Linked DNA regions of Danio rerio: region 2 is linked to region 1. Evidence: chromatin contacts called from public Micro-C data. All regions are on one chromosome and are shown on one strand. The core of a region is the stretch at or near the end of the contact, and the rest is flanking DNA. Distances in the headings are between cores, read along the strand shown.

Region 1 (5,111 bases), core at 2,411-4,910:
AAGGACATTCAACTGAGATCACAGATCAGTTTTCCTCTTCCTTCAGACGATATCTGATCTCTGACAGATCATTAGCTGCAGAAATAATCAAAAATGCAGACGTCAGTGAAAGGTACACTAGCTTTGGTAAGGTAAAATAACACCGGATGTCTATATTGGGTTCTTTTGTGTTTCTGTTTTGTGTAATATTTTATTTGATTTGATTTTATATTATATTTGTATACCTAAAAAAGTGATCAGTATTAAATAGTTGATCTTAATATCAGTAGTCATATTATACAATATTTAAAATATTTAATGTTAAGTGTATTATTATTATTATTTTCAATAAGTAAAGGAAAACTATCATTATGTGCATTCTTATTTATTTAAAAATAGTCAAATTATTGTAATAATATATTATTTTTGTAATGCACGATACTGGAAACAGAGTTGAGGATCCAAAATGCAGCGTCTTTATTTACAAGAGCAGTGAGTACATAGTGGATACGAGTAGTGTGCCATTTGGGACTTAGCTATAGTCTGTGTAATGATTCCTCGATCAGCTTCCAACTGTGTGTGTGTAATCATTGGTGAACTGGAACAGGTGTGTGTGAGGTGCATGAGTTGCATGGAATATGTGGTTCATAAAGGAACAGATTTGTAGTTCTCTAGTGATCTGCAAGGATTAGATCCTTGGTGATCATGACAATCATTTATTAAACAAAATAAGGCGTGTGTTGCATGTGTGAATAATTTACATTTATTATATTTATTATAATCTACATTTATTATTAAATGTTCTGTATTAATGCTAGTACGATTACTATAAATTTGAGTATTAAATATATTAATTTTAGTGTTTTAAAATATTTTTAAAATGTATCATTTATTTAGTTTCTAATAATAAAATAGTAATAATAATAATTTTTTGTTATTATTTATAATAATTATTATTATTATTAATATTATTATTAAACATTTTATTAGACTGTTTAAAACAGTTTTTCAACTGTCTAATAATGAATATTTATTTTATAATACTATTGTTGCTACTTCATTACTATTATTATTTATTATTTTTTATTTATAACTGTTTCTTCCTTGTTTTGTTTTGTATGGTCTTCTTATTATTGGAATTATAATCATATTTGTAATGCTTATTTTACTTATCAACATTAAGTTAAAAAATTCAGACTTCAACATCATGAGTCTGATCTTTAATGGAATGCATGAATTGATTCAATGTACACCTTGCACAAAATCAAATTCGCTTTTTGAGATCTCAGATTTCTCTTGCAAGTGCCATTTGCGCCTGCTGTTCTCGCTTAAATCCACCAGAGGCCACTGTTGACTGACTGACTGACTAATCGACTGACCCACCCTCCCCCCTCCCTAAACCCAACCGATAGTGTTTTTTAAAACACAGATTGACCCGCTGTTGGAAAAATAAAATGATGAATGAGAGAACCCAGTTCAGGAGACTCAAATAAGCAGAAACTTCTTTATTGAGTCATGTTTGTTAGTCTGCAGTCATACAGAAAGCAGGTCTAAAATGAGTCTATATTATGTTTTTAGAAGGATAAAATGAAGTAGGTAGGTAGGGGAATATACTTGGCAAGCCACTGACCACCAGTGGACCATCCACATGGAGGTAAGCGCTCAGCTGGTAGCGTGAAAAGGAACAACGTAATATCACACCCGTAGTGTTCATTTTAAATGCGAAATGCAGCCGACCAGATCTCTGGCTACATAATTTGCGACCTCCAGAAAGGTATATAGGGCTACATTTTCAAAATGAGCCTACATTGGATAGATTAATAATACAATTATAAAAAATTTGATAGCCAGTGCAGTTTTACTTAGAAAGCAAAAAAAAAAAAAAAACACTGACTTAATATCCTTGTTCAGTGGTAAAAAAAGTAAACACGTTTGGCTTTAAAAGTTAAACAGCTTTGAAAACAAAAAAAATGCTGAATGACTTGCAAAAGAATTATTCATAATTTAAGATGTTTTTTGTTTTTTCCCCCCTAAGATTAGGAAGGTTTGCTGTTGTTAGCTCGTTCTGTGTCACTGCATTAGGTCCATCTGCACCGCTCCATGTCGCCTTTTCACGCTGAGTCTGTGTGTGCTTCTAGAGACACACAAATAGCTTTCCTTCATCTGGCGTGAGGGTTCCAGGGCCTCTGATCGTGTCCATGATCATCTGCTGGAAACCTGCTATACATGACTCAACCTCACACTCCCAACACAATGACAAAGACAAGAGAACAGCGGCCGAAAAAACAAACGCTCTCTTCATTTGCATATTCCATCCTAAAGAGAGCCACATTCAGACCTTGGTAAATTTTTTATGTTCAAAAATGCAACTAAGTTTCATTAACTTTCCCCAAACCAGGCTCATTCTGAAAACGTACCTCTATATACATTTCTTGAGAACGCCAAATGCCTGCCAGGAGCTTTGTTTTTTGCAGTTTTTGTTTTTGCAAATCCACCAGAGGCCGCTGTGTACGTTTTTTCAGATCTGCAGACTCGCAGACCCACACAAGTTTCAGCACACACAATCCAGGACACACGATCTTGGCAGGGGCCGATCGATTATTTTGACATCTGTGCAGTTTTGGTACCCATATTATATAAATAAAAAAATAATTAGTTAAAACAGTAATGACTATAATTTGATTAAGCAAATAAGTACTATTCAATCACTGGAGTAATATAATAATATCGTGTTATACATTTATTAAATGTAAAATTATGTGTAGACAGCACTACCTACTGCGCCACTGCCTCACCCCTTTTATAAAAAGATAAGAAACATTTATTTAATTATTAATTGCACTGATTTATTATACACTGAAAAATAAGAATTTTGCTGCTTGTTCAAACTGCTTATTTAAAATTAGCTGAATCAACAATCAATTTTTTTTTTTGTGGACAACTTGATTGTTTTATGTTCGATCCATGTAAATTTAATAAGTTAACTTTATCGATTTGTGTTGGGACAACATCTATGATTTATGTGAAACCCTGCATTTATTTTGTTGTTGTTTTTACAGTGCTTTGACTTTTATTAGATTTTGTTTTTTACAATTAAAATTCTGAAAGAATACAGTATGTCATGCAATTGTAAGATTTCGTAATTCCCAAACAGCTGTTTTTGGTTTCTTTTTAGGTTAATTAAATAAAACTTGTATTTACTTATGCAACAAACTTCAGCGAAATAGCTGACTTTATTGCATATAATGCTTATAATGCATTTTGAATTATGAAATATATTATAAATACACTAAACAAACAGTTTCATTTATTTTACTACTATAATCTATTACTATACTGTACTATTATATTATATTATATTATATTATATTATATTATATTATATTGTATTATATTATATTATATTATATTATATTATATTATATTATATTAATTATATTATATTATATTATATTATATTATATTATATTATATTATATTATATTATATTATATTATATTATATTATATTGTTATATACAACCCAGGTCTTTCAGTAAAGTGTTGTATGCATGTCTTGGCTTGGACCTGGATGCCTGAATGAAGTTTTTGCATTTTTGTTTTTTTATAGCAGAGGGTTTCTACATGCTCTGCCTGTGGGTCGACTGATGACATCATGGGCCAGTAATGTTTGGAGCCCCAGTGCTGGAGGGCTCTGTATTTACTGACACTGAACTCTCAGACTGAGGAATGTGCTGTAAACAGGGGATCCCTTAAAGCTCAGGGTTAAAACAGCCTGTCTGTACTTGTGCATGTCAGTGATTCAGAAACTTCTGTCCCTGTAGTTGGTTTTGACAGGGAAAAGATTACCATATTTATGCAATTATTAAGTCTTATTATGCAGAACAGCAATCTAAGCACGCTAGTCTTGCTGTGGATTATAGATTTTTGACAAATCCTTTTAATCTGAACAGTTTTAAAGTCGACAAATCTCACAACCAGCTGATGACAGGCAAGACTTATAATGATTTCTGACATTTGATGGTTGGATTTGGCCACCAACTGGAAAAAAAAAAAATATTATTTCGTCTTTGCCACAATGACAGTACATAATATTTTACTAGTTAGTAGTTTTGCAAGATACTAGTATTCAGTTGAAATTCCAACTTAAAGGCTTTGCTAGGTTAATTAGGTAAAGTAACATTATAAAATTACCAAATATTATTGAATAACATTAACATAAGTTAATTATTTTAACTAGGCAAGTTAGATTAATTCAGCACACACAGGTGTTGGACAATCAAACTGTCTAAAATCATATCTAAATTTAACCAGCCCCCCAGGGACTGATCCTTATTGATTGCACATCCCACCAGTAAGAGCAGAGTGTGAGGGTTTATTTATCATAGTAATAGCACAGGTTTGCCACCATGGTGCCAGCAGCGAAAGTCTTGGGACAATCTGAAACATGAGTCCACCTTCACATCTGAGAGAGTTACGGTGTGGAGAAGCCCCAAATAAGTGTACAACCCAAATTGTTGCATGCCCAGAGTGAAAAATGGGGGTTGATCAGTAATGGTTTGGGCTATATATCATGGCATTCCCTAGGCCTAATGTTTGTGCTAGATGGGCATGTCACCATTCTGGAGGACCATGTGCACCCAATGGTTCAAACATTGTATCCTGAAGGCATTGTTGTATATCAGGATGATAACGCACAAATACACACAGCAAGACTGGTGACAGAGTGGTTTGATGAACATAAAAATGAAGATGAACATCTGTCATGGCCTGCACAGTCACCAGACCGAAATATTATTGAGGCACTTTTGGGTGTTTTGGGGGAACAAGTCAGGAAACATTTTCCCTTCAGCATCACTTAGTGACCTGGCCACTATATTGCAAGAATGGCTCAAATCCCTTTGGCCACTGTGTAGGAATTGTATCTGTCATTCCCACGATGAATTGATGTTGTATTGACTGCAAAAGGGAGGCCCTGCCAGTGGTGTAAAATAATAATAATAATAATAATAATAATAATTAATATTAATTCCTTTAATAATTCCTTACATTTATATAGCGCTTTTCCAGACACTCAAAGCACTTTACGCATTGGGGGTAATCTCCTCATCCACCACCAGAGTGCATCATCCA
Region 2 (4,636 bases), core at 1,859-4,358, 42 kb after region 1:
ACAGTGAGGATCTGAGGGGGGGTCTGCATTGGTCCCAAAAAGCGTCCCTTCAACAGGCTGACAAAGTTGTCCTTTATGGGGCCAGGGAATAGAGAACGGAACAAAAATATTTAATTTTATCCACATTAATATATGGAGTGACCCTGTGAGGGTCTCCATTCATTTATTGCAATCTATGGTTATCGTGACAGTTGCTTGAATGTTGCATAACTCCATGACAGTGGACTTATAGTCAGGTTTGTGGCTGAATGAAAAGGGGAAAGCTGAAAAAGAAGCTCGACTATTAATTCACAGCATGATGAAACTGCCTTGAAGTTCCTGTGTGGTTCATCCTATCACCCGTAGTAACCATCACTCAACAACAGCATGAGTCGTGCCAAAGTTGCTGAATCACTCAATGTGAACAAACTAACTACCTATCCATGCGGATATTCTCACCAGCATGAATGACACCTTTTAATTGCAACGCTACTGAGTGGCTGAGGCACAAAGGTCTTTATTTCTTTGAATGTACTTCCTGTGTAAACATTCAAGCTTCTCTGACTAAATAGCCTTTCCAGGTTCTTTTCACTAGTGATGTTGGTATTCCAGAGCTGTATTTCAGTTAAGCTACAGAAAAGTGAGGGAGGGGAATGCTTTTTGTGTGTTTGCGTAAAGTCAAATGCTGGCAACCTCACTGATCTGAAAACGCTCAATGAATCACTGGCCTGCATGAATCCCATCATCGGGGCTAAGGATTTCTATCAGCACTCAGCCTAAACCATTTTACGCAAATACGCGGGTAGACGCAAACTCAATTTTGTGCATCGATGCTTTCGACAATATCATAATATGCAACACATTCTTGTCATGTTGACACAAGGGGTGCTACAGTGAGTGTTTTCAGCCTGTGGAAGAGCATTTACTTTCTGAAAAGTAAAAACATCTTGTCATTGAGTTAGTGCTCTTAAATGGACAATCTTGTACTTTATCTACCTCTTAAAGCTTAACGTAAGCATCTTAACACCATCAATGCCACGGTCAATGCTACCATTAACTATTTTTAAGAGTAATTAATATATAATAACACACTTTTGTGGATACAAGTGGGGCTGGGGGATATGGCAAAAATGTCTCGATAATTATTTCCATTTTGAATGATAACTATATATTTCGATATAAGTTGTTAATGCTTCCATATTTAAAAGAGTACCCCAACAATGACTGAAGCCACAAAAATTTGAGGGTCCATCAAGTGGCATAACACATTTTAGGCCAATAAATTTCAGTTCTAAATGTTCTAATTTTATGTCTCTAATGCTTACAGATTTAAAAGAGTACCCCAACAATCACTGAAGCCACAAAAAATAGAGGGTCCATCAAATGGCATTACATATTTTAGGCCGTTAAAATTTTCAGCGCCAAAAATTCTGTACATCTCTAATATCAACACACTTTTAGATTCTTATTGTTGCACATTGCTGCTGTGTGATTGGCTTGTAGATCAATATTGAGTAAAAAAATGTCCAGAGCTATTATTATTAACACATATTTTATCCTGATTCAATATAATATTGTTTATTGGCTCAGCCCTAGATACAAGCCAAATGACAAAAACATATTGTTCCTAAACTTCACTAAATTTAAATATTTGTACTTGTGTGATAGCACTTAAAAGTTGGCTGCTATTGTTACAGAAGGTTTTAAGTGTGGCCATATTAGTTATGTCGACATTGTAAATGGAAAAACAGTGAACATATGAAAATTTGTCATATGCTCAGTTCCTTATTTCTTATGCTTGCAAGAAGTGCTTCTTCTCAACAACTCAAGGAGAACCATAACTAAACATTTTGTTCATACTGTATTTGTAATTTAACAACCCACTTTTAGGACATGAAGCCTTTAAAATGACCTAATGAATCTGGTGTTGGATTAAAGATGCATCTGAAAACTAGAACTGAAAACTGAGGCGAATAATTTAAGTATAAAGGTAATGTTAGGACCATTCACACTTTGCAAGAGTAAGCAGCCAATTTGAAGTTAGACAGGCACTTGTTTACTTGAACTATGACCAATGTAAAAATAACTGGACTGAACTTCAAATTCCGTCGTTGTATAAGAAATCTGAGGCCATGGATGATTCAATAAGACTAATTTTCCTGTCTTTTGTATCACAAAAAAAAGAAATAAATAAAATAAAATTTATATATATATATATATATATATATATATATATATATATATATATATATATATATATATATATATATATATATATATATATTCCCAATTAGTAAAAAACTACAGTGGGAGCAGGTGCTCTGAGGCGCGGGCTTGAAAAAACTAAACAAACAAAACACAATTTCCTTCAGTCATTTCCAATAGTTCCCCTCTCGCCTCCTTTAGACTTTATAAACTGAAGAAATATATTAGTGATACAAATACATAACGCGACAAATAAGACAATTTCTGCGACTTTTTTGCGCTGCAAGACTTTAGAAATGCGCGAACTCGAGCTACAGTTAGCCATCTCGCTAGTGCGCTAAACAATGGAAAAGACACCTGAAAAGCTAAATAACTCATACTGAGGTAAAATCTAATCAAGCCAAAATGTAAACCCAGTAATATCAGAAATGACAGATTTGTCTAAGCTTAGTCTTACGGCGACCGCTGTGAATAAGAGGAGCTAATGCTGTTAGCGGAGAGTCGCAACTCAGTGTATTGACATGCAGAAGAAAGCCTGACAAACTCCTGACGATTAGAGAGACGTAAAGACGCTGCTCTCCCTGTAAGCGATCATTATCTTCCGATTTACACCCGTTTCTCCTTCTGGAAGAAGCGAGATGTGGTCACCAATCCCTATCCAGCTCACACCTAATCCTGACTGAGTGTATTGGCTTTTCCAGCTCTGCCAAAAACAGGAAGAACAGTGCAGATGTTGATTATTAGAGGGTTATTCATCTCAAGCTTTTTGTTCTAATATAACAAAAAACTTGGTATACTTACAGTGTGCTGGACGCTAGTAAGAAATCCTGACGTTGTGCGGTTTTAAATTTTGAAAAGGAATCATAGTTTTGTTCGCCTCTTGTCTGGTCGGCTGGGTTACTTTGTCCACATTCCAGTCCTCACTGATGAAAAACTGTAGAGTCTCCTAAGGTAATATCCAAACGCAGGGAATGGGTTGTAGCGAGTGATTGACGCGCCGTCGACCAATCACGAGCTGAGAACTTATGCAAATATAAATTGTAGCCAATGGGAGCGCTCCAACCTAAAGTTCTGCGCTGTTTTCTATACGAAGCAGCCAATGGATGAAAAGTGGGCGGAGCGTCACGATGGGCGATGACAGGCCATCACAACAATTAGAAGAGAAGTATGTTTACATATGCTTCTTCAAATTGCAACAATGACAAAACATTCATCGGGCATGGTGGCATTTCTACGTATAAATGATTATATAGGACTATTTTAACAGGAAATCAAAACAAGACTTACTTAAATTTCCTTTATAGAATTGTTAGTTTTTTTCCCGTTTTGCCACATCATCAGCATCCTCCAGCATGTAGTTCTATTAGTTTATATATATATGTTTGTTTATAAGTAGACTACAAGCCTTGTAAAGAGATTTCTATACACAATGCATATAGCTCCATCTAGTGGATGTAGTGTATTGTAGTGTATTCATAGCTGTGATAAACCATATCATAAATTCAACATTGTTTACCTCGAGTATAATAAGTGATTTATATATTAACAACACTGCATTTGGTATTAATCAGTATAAATGTCATTATAAATTCATATTTTATCACTTATAAAATGATCCTTAAGGGTAAAGTTATATTAATATTAAAAATATTTCCAATACCTGTTAATGGCTGGTCAGCCATGACAATTTACTCATTTATTTTCTTTTCAGCTTAGTCCTTTTGTTATTCAGGGGTCGCCACAGTGGAATGAACAGCCAACTTGTCTAACATATGTTTCACGCAGTGGATGCCCTTCCAGCGAGAGGGTGCTCGCTGCAGAGCCATTTGAGGAGAGCTGAGCTCCAGCGAGGGGGAGCATGAGCTGTCGCTCCTCCTTCTGTAAGCTGTTTTAATGCGTACACCAACCCCACCCCTAACCCTACCCCCAGTGACATCACTCATAGAAGAAGTGCAAAAAAGGTGGAGCTCAAGCTTAAGCTCCCCCTCGCTGGAGCTCAGCTCTCCTCAAATGGCTCTGCAGCGAGCACCACTTGCTTCCAGCTGCAACCCATCACTGGGAAACACCCATACACTCTCATTCACACGGACACTGTTTAGTTTACTCAATTCACCTATAGTGCATGTCTTTTGGACTTGTGGGGGAAACCAGAGAAACTCCAAAGGAAATTAATGCGAACACTAGTAGAACATGCAAACTCCACACAGAAATGCCAACTGACCCAGCCAAGGCTCGAACTAGCGACCTTCTTGCTGTGAGGTGACCGCGGTACCCACTGGGCCACCATGCTGATCAAAAAAATCTACTGAACTATTAAATGGATCATTAATTAATTCATTAATTTATTCATTCATTCATTCAAGGTAAATAAAATAAATGTGGATTTGTAAATATCGAACTGTGTCAGGTGTCGCCACAGCAGAATGAACGGCCAACTTATCCAGATTATGTT

Evidence for each region. Hi-C and Micro-C count contacts between places; a contact is called where the count stands out from the background.
Region 2: a Micro-C map of caudal fin shows a contact between it and region 1, with 2.1 times the contacts expected there. The contact joins the promoter of enc2 here to the enhancer-like site in region 1. A contact is called at or near these places in 2 of 18 Hi-C or Micro-C datasets (caudal fin and an unstated tissue) and 3 of 4 datasets of contacts at active chromatin or transcription factors (caudal fin, embryo and gastrula embryo).

The regions. Positions count from the first base shown.
Region 1 is chr25:12,160,606-12,165,716 of GRCz12tu, forward strand. The region is part of intron 2 of agbl1 (AGBL carboxypeptidase 1); the gene reads left to right. Among named protein-coding and RNA genes, the nearest start is that of agbl1, 31 kb to the left of the region's middle. Within about 2 kb of position 3,661, at least 20 of the 62 cell types and tissues checked have an H3K27ac peak or open chromatin away from gene starts, as enhancers often do. A contact at or near this core is called in caudal fin, where this site is marked.
Region 2 is chr25:12,203,251-12,207,886 of GRCz12tu, forward strand. enc2 (ectodermal-neural cortex 2) reads right to left here and starts at 3,109. Exons shown (of 5, transcript XM_073942911.1): 1 at 2,986-3,109; 2 at 2,736-2,887; 3 at 1-71. The coding sequence starts at 29. All of the region lies in intron 2 of agbl1 (AGBL carboxypeptidase 1), which reads left to right.